Regions from separate parts of the Astyanax mexicanus genome. Here region 2 is linked to region 1. The links are chromatin contacts, called in public Hi-C maps. All regions are on one chromosome and are shown on one strand. The core of a region is the stretch at or near the end of the contact, and the rest is flanking DNA. Distances in the headings are between cores, read along the strand shown.

Region 1 (3,406 bases), core at 514-3,013:
ATATTGTTTTGATTCTGCCTCTCAGACAGCCTGATTTATTTCACAACAGTCTGCCACTGATTATAAAAGGATGATGAAACTTTAGACAGAATTGCTCCTATTATAACCCCCACCCCTCATCTGTCGCATTTTCCTCACAGTTTCCTCCTTCAGCTCAGGTGATAACAAATCCATGAGCTCATTTTATAAACATTTATGATGCTAAAACCGGCTGAGTTGCATCAGTGAAAGTACTAAACGTGTTAATGCGGGGAGACTCCAGAAACAAGACCCAGCCGCAACCGCTGAAGTAAACAAGCCGCGCTGGTCATCATCCTATTGGCGCGGACAGAATAAGCCCCGCCCAGGCTGAACGACTATTGGATAACTCCGCTGTCAGGCAACCTCGGGTGATCAGACGTCTCTAGGTAACAACGTCACGTCGGGGGTTTTCCCACTCCGGCGCTGAGCTCAGGCCACAGATAGTTTATGGCGAGACTGCCCACTATCCCGTAATCTAACCTGTTATATCAGCACGAGACTGAGAACCGCTAGAGAGAGCCCGCGAGCGAGTCCTCAATAAATGAGAGTAAATGGAGTTAAAGGGCAGTTGGGGTTGGATCTTTGCCTGCCGGGAGACGGGCGGCAGTGGTGGGTCTGCAGTGCCAGGCACGTACCCGGCAGTACTAAAAACTGACAGCTGGGCTAAAAACTCAAAATTACAATATAATACATTTATCTGGGATATTTCTTTAATTTTAGAAAGTAGATTAGAAAGTATTAAGCTATTAAATCCAATATACGGAGCCCCTAAGGTGACATTATGTAAAAATAAATAAATAAATAAATATATGTATATATATATATATATATACATATATTAATAATGCATGCCCACAACTAAATAAGGCGTTGGAATGAGATCCTAAGGCGTGGAAATGAGATGATTAAGGCATGGCCACAAATAATTAAGGCGCGGGAAGGAGATCCTAAGGTGTGGGAATGAGATAATTAAGGCATGGCCACAACTTATTAAGGTCTTCAGTAGGTACATCATATTTAACACAGTACTTAAGTAGAGTAGCTAGTGAAGTAGTTCTACTTCAATCGTCAAGTGAAAAACATCAACATTGTGTTCAAGAATCCTTGAATACTACTATACTATTATACTGTACACCTCTGGTTTTAAAAGGTGTATAACTCCATGTAGCTTGCCATCAGCTGCCAGAGCTCCAAGAGAGCACAGTTTTGGTCACAGCTTTGGTCTCTCTGGGTGGGTACAGTAGATGGCGCTCTTTCCCCTCATCACTCCTAGGGTGATGTCAATCAGCACAAGGCTGCGTCTGTGAGCTGATGTATCAGAACCGAGTCGCTGCGCTTTCCTCCGAGTGTGCTGTGATGCTACTTGGCAGTTGGAAAAGAGGCGGGGTTTCTGACTTCACATACGTATGTGCTGGTCTTTTCCCTCCTTGTATTGTGGCATCACAAGTGATGTGGATATGCAGCTGAGTAGGGAAAGTTGGCCTAGCAAAATTGGGATAAAAAATTATTTATAAACTTTAAAATGATGCCTGCCGTACTGAAAGATTTTGATATTGCTCTGTGTTGATAAAATTAGTAATATTTGTATTGTTTAATTTATAAAATATACACTGTATGAACTCATTCATTTTTTCTGACTACTCGTGAGTGCCCTCTGCTGATTGGACGAACAGAACTGAAGACGTTGATATGTGGGTGTTCTCCTCTGTAGAGACTCTGTGGCTCTCCATCCCCTGCGCGGACCTCAGGCTGGAGCTGAGTAACGGGTGCAGGGCACGAGCTGTTCGGACGGACTGCGGGGGCTTTAGTGCGCTAGTTTATCGGTGTTTTAGCGGGTAAATAGAGCGAAATCGGCTGTCAGTGCGAGATAAACTACTTACACAGACTGTAGGCGCGTGTTTTAGCTTGTAGATGCATAGCTGATGACAGATATCGACCTGTTATTTCTCTTTTTTTAATTGTCTTGTCTTGTTTTACCGGGGCGTGATTCATACAAACAATCTGTTTACTCAGTTTTAGCTACGTACTACTAACAGACTAAAAACAATTAAAACTCTCTGTTTAAGCGCTTTTATTTAGTTAGACAGTTATAAAAGGCTGTATAACTCGCGTGTATATTGAGTAAGGTCAGTATCAGTGTGCAGGGAGAGTTTTATATGAGCTGTATTGGGATTATTTTTGTAGTTAGTGTTCTGGAGGCAGCAGCAGTAGTAGTATTAGTAGTAAGAGGAGGCTCCGCTGTGTTTAGAGATGTCTAGCCTGTCTGTGGCAGCAGGGCAGGAGCAGGGGGAAGGACAGGGGTATCTCCAGGCTCCAGCAGCGCAGAAGAGCATCAGTCAGGTCGTGGTTCCCGGGCAGCAGCAGCCCCAGACCGTGTTCGTGATTTTGGATTCCTCCGCTGAGTCTCTGAATCTCATCAGGTGAGTCTCTGAGTGTATCATCTATCTGTCTGTACCATCTCTATACCCACTATACCCACATCCTGCATGCTGCTGCATGTTGTTGATTGTTGATTTTATATATTTTTTCTATTTAACGTTTTATTTGGTTTCAAAGTAATTGCAATATACAGGAAAATCGTACATTAATTAATTTTCCCAAACTGATTTTATCATTTTTTTATCAAATTCCTGAACCATCCCTTTAATAGCAAATAACATTAAATAAAACATTAATGCATATATTTTAAAAGAAAACTCCAGTGTGAAATCGACTTGGGATGTAAAGTTAATAAAATATTCTCAAATATAAAGGATAGGTTGAGTTTTTGGTGTGTTGTTTCCGTGATTTGAAAGTGAAACTAATGTCAGTGAGTCAGTAGCTTTATCTGGTCTAGTGTTAAAGACAGTGAACAGCTGGTGTGCATGGATACTGCTGAACATGTTCCAGTCTGGTTATATTCTGTTGTTAGTAACTAAAAGTGAAAATAATACTGCAGTAGATACAGATACAGAATTTTAGTACTTCTACTTCGTTATTGTATTATACATCTCTGGTTTTACATCTCAGGTGAGTCTCTGGGTGAAGCCATTTGTGTTTCATCTATCTGTCTGTATCATCTCTATACTCACATACTGCATGCTGCCAGATGTTGTTGATTGCTGATTTTATACTTTTAAATCCTAAACCATCTCTTTGATAGCAAATAACATTAAATAAAACATGAAAAACTTTTTGGATGCATATTTTAAAGGAAAACTCCATTGTGAAATGGACTTGGGATGTAATCATTTGAGAGTGAAACTAGTGTCAGTGAGTCAGTAGCTTTATCCGTTCTAGTGTTAAAGACAGTGACCAGCTGGTGTGAATGAATATGCTGAACATGTTCCAGTCTGGTTATATTCTGTTGTTAGTAACTAGAAGTAATAATAATACTCCAGTAGAT
Region 2 (3,406 bases), core at 457-2,956, 78 kb after region 1:
GTAAGCACAAGTTTATTTGACTTCAGCAGCTTAAATTTACTTGTCAGAACAATTGGACTGTGTTGTTTTGGTGCTTCAGCTGAAATGGAAAAAAGTCTGTGGTTTTTAATGCCTAGTTTCAATAGTGTAAACACTTGTGCCGATAATAAGATAATATCCATAATATCCCGTTAACATTACGAGGCTGAATGCAGCAAAAATAGGCTAACTATATTTCCAGCTAGTTGTAGTCAGGTCGTTTGGATCAGTGATGCAAACATATGACAATTACTGTATTTTTTGCACTATATGGTGCACTTAAAATCCTTTCGACAGTGTGCCTTTTAATCTGCTGCGCCTTATGTATGAATTTTACCAGTCAGGTATTAAGTAGCAGTAAATCCACTGAAGTACAGTGTTTTAAAGGAGTTTTAATGAAGTTTCTCCAGCGCCGAGGAGCAGTATTAGCATTAGCTGCTAAGCGCAGCGCTAGCTCTTTCGCTAGCTCTGTGTTTACCACGTTAAAACAAGCCAGCTGGGACAAACGGTTGGCTAATATCGCCCTGGCTTACCAGAACTCTTAGGGTTCCTCAGCGCTATTGAGCGGCATTCACTAAGTTTACTAACTTACTGTAAATAAATGGAAGAGAAATCTGTGTAGATTAACATCCAGCGCTCGTTTGACTTGAAGAAAAAAAATATAGATATTTGTTTCAAGAATTACAGATTTCTTTACTTAGGCACCTTATAATCATTATATATAAAAACAGACCAGAAAATAGATAAGTTAGTTCAGATAATTTCAGAAGATAATTTATATTATTTAATTCAGGCTGAAGTAGCTACTGCTGTGGACATTGATTATAAAGTAGCTAGATATGCTAACCCAGCATTCATATAGTCTATTGAACTTTATTTACAGCTATTTACTCTAGCATTGCTACCCAGCTAGCTAATTTTATTTCTTTGTATTAATCTTCTCTTAATATTTACTGTATTGAGTTATCATACAAAATGACTGCAATTATTTTTGCTGACCTCAATATTGCATATTATATTTTTCTTAGCAAGAAGAGCCTAGTAATGGTAATGAGCCGGTATGTTGACTTTGTCTTTAAACATAATTATTTTGTTTTAGGTGTTTTTATATTTTAAAAAATTTATTCCAATTTCAATACAATGTCTAAATATTCATATTCCCATAATTAGCAAGTCAGCGTTGTCTTAGGGGGTTTAATTACATTATTGATTTGCTATTATATTAGAATTATATCTGTGGCTACAGTGTTTTATAATAACAATATAATTTATCACAATTATTTCTAGGAAAATATATTGTCCACACAAAAACAATGGTATGCCATTTATAAAGCAAGTTCTCAGAGTTTGTATTATCAAAGTGTAATTGTTATAGTTTTAAGGAGACCACTAATCTTTTTAAACCCGCTTTTTGACTTTTCCCAGCTGCCTGAAATGAGACCATCCTCTGCGTTTCTCATGGACTGAGCTCTGCAGTGGGTGAAAGGATGTGAATCTCTCCCTTGTTCACTGTTCCTGGGATGTGTCCAGCTCCACGGGCGTGTGAGGGAGACGCTGATGGATGAAATGATGGAGGAGTCGAGGGAACAGTCGGGGGGGAGTGGAGAGGAGGAGGAGACTGAGCCGGGTTTGTTGACTGAAATAGTCCAGGTCGGCGTGGACGCTGAATCAGGTGGAGATGGGGAGATAGCACCTGCTGATTGGCTGGAACCACTGGATGAGGAATGTGGCGAGGCTGGGAAAGAAGGTGTGCAGAATGGCAGCAGCGAGCAACAAGGCGGCAGAAGGAAAAGAGGAGGATGGTATGTAGTTTTTTTATTGGTTTAAAATCAAGAAAATATTTGATGCAGTGTGTTTTATTATTTACATTATCAATACAGGGAATTCTGGATATATGTTTTGTTAAAAAATGCAATTTTCAGTGCTATACACATACTTACCGCACGTCCTGGAAAATCTCCAAAACATAAAAAATTGTGTCTGGTGGTGCAAATTCTAAACTTGCAAAAAGATTGGTGTCAGACCGTGGTTTTATTTCATTAGGTGTTGTGTTTAAACACCGCCCACTCTATATCGTTGTTGTATTCTGTCGTTAGATCCCACTATTTTAAATGCATTAAAAAATTATTTTATAGATATAATTGTTTTGTTATGCTATGAGAAGTTTCCACAAATTAGTTTTAAACAATTGTAATACCCTGCTTACAATATTGTAATATATCATGATATATTGAATCCTAAGCCGTGCATTATGATTAGGGCCACATTGATTAGTTGACATAATTGACAGTATTGATTATAAAAATTGGACTAAGTGGACTAATCATTCATCTTTAACAGAACTGCAATACACCGTATAACCACACTACAAGTGGTGGGCACAGAAATGCAATAGGGAGGCTTAAAGACTGCTCACTTCACATTCAGCCTGGTCACCAAAAGTGACAGACACAATAGAATAGATTGCATATTTTCTCACCAAATATCAGAACATTTTACATTTAAACATCTTCTGTCTGCTGTTTCTTTTTTTTATCTTTAAATGGCAAAGAAAGCTAAGAACAGAAGTTGTACTCACAGGAAACAGAAATAATCATTAGTTACAGCCCAATATTACAATATATTGCAATGTATTAAAATATAACCCCTGTATCATAATGTGTATAATATAGGTTATTGCCAATACAAAGCCCTACTGAAGTTGCAGGACTACTAAAACCAGCTCAACATCTAAGAGTTTTGCTTGTCTCACCCAGGCGGAAAAGAAAAGGAGGAAGGCGGAAGGTCCTTTTGACTGATGATTGGATAGACTGTTCTGAACTGGGCAAAGGCTGGAAGAAAAAAATCATTCATCTGCGCAGCACTTCTGACATACCCAAACAAACCATGAACTACATGAGGTAGAGGAAAGCTGAGTAAATCATTTAGGAAAAGATAAACTGAAGACGTTAAATTCTCACACTCTTCCTCTTTCTCTCTCTCTCATGCTTCTGCAGTCCAAACGGCTTCCGCATCAGGAGTAAAATAAACCTTAAGAAACGCGTGAAGGTCGACGTGACTAACTTTGACTTCCATAAAGGAATATTTGTGGATGATCTTGTCAAACCAAAGGTAACGGCTGCAAAATTAATCACAGTGTTGCTGTGATTAATTTGAGTTTTTTTTTATATAGATTGACCCACAATCTTTTTGCGTTTTTAATTGTAGTTTTAAAACTGCCTTTTTTTAAAGCCTGTGATTGGCCAAATATATCACTCAAAATGTTAATTTTAGTGCATTACAAATATTTTTTTTACCGGTTGTAATAATACACAGTCAACACTTTTAGAATTAGTGATGAGTGAAACATATATCACCTGAAATCTCTCTGAAATCTTTGTTTTGGAGG

The links. Hi-C and Micro-C count contacts between places; a contact is called where the count stands out from the background.
Region 2: a Hi-C map of blood shows a contact between it and region 1, with 4 times the contacts expected there. The contact joins the enhancer-like site here to the promoter of tfe3a in region 1. A contact is called at or near these places in 2 of 3 Hi-C or Micro-C datasets (blood and muscle).

What each region holds. Positions count from the first base shown.
Region 1 is chr12:4,232,823-4,236,228 of AstMex3_surface, forward strand. It overlaps tfe3a (transcription factor binding to IGHM enhancer 3a), which reads left to right and starts at 1,764. Exons shown (of 10, transcript XM_007245831.4): 1 at 1,764-2,441. The coding sequence starts at 2,272.
Region 2 is chr12:4,310,730-4,314,135 of AstMex3_surface, forward strand. It overlaps mbd1a (methyl-CpG binding domain protein 1a), which reads left to right. Exons shown (of 17, transcript XM_007245826.3): 2 at 1,444-1,820; 3 at 2,775-2,918; 4 at 3,015-3,129. The coding sequence starts at 1,576. Among protein-coding and RNA genes, the nearest start is that of mbd1a, 7.5 kb to the left of the region's middle. Within about 2 kb of position 1,707, the one cell type or tissue checked has an H3K27ac peak away from gene starts, as active enhancers do.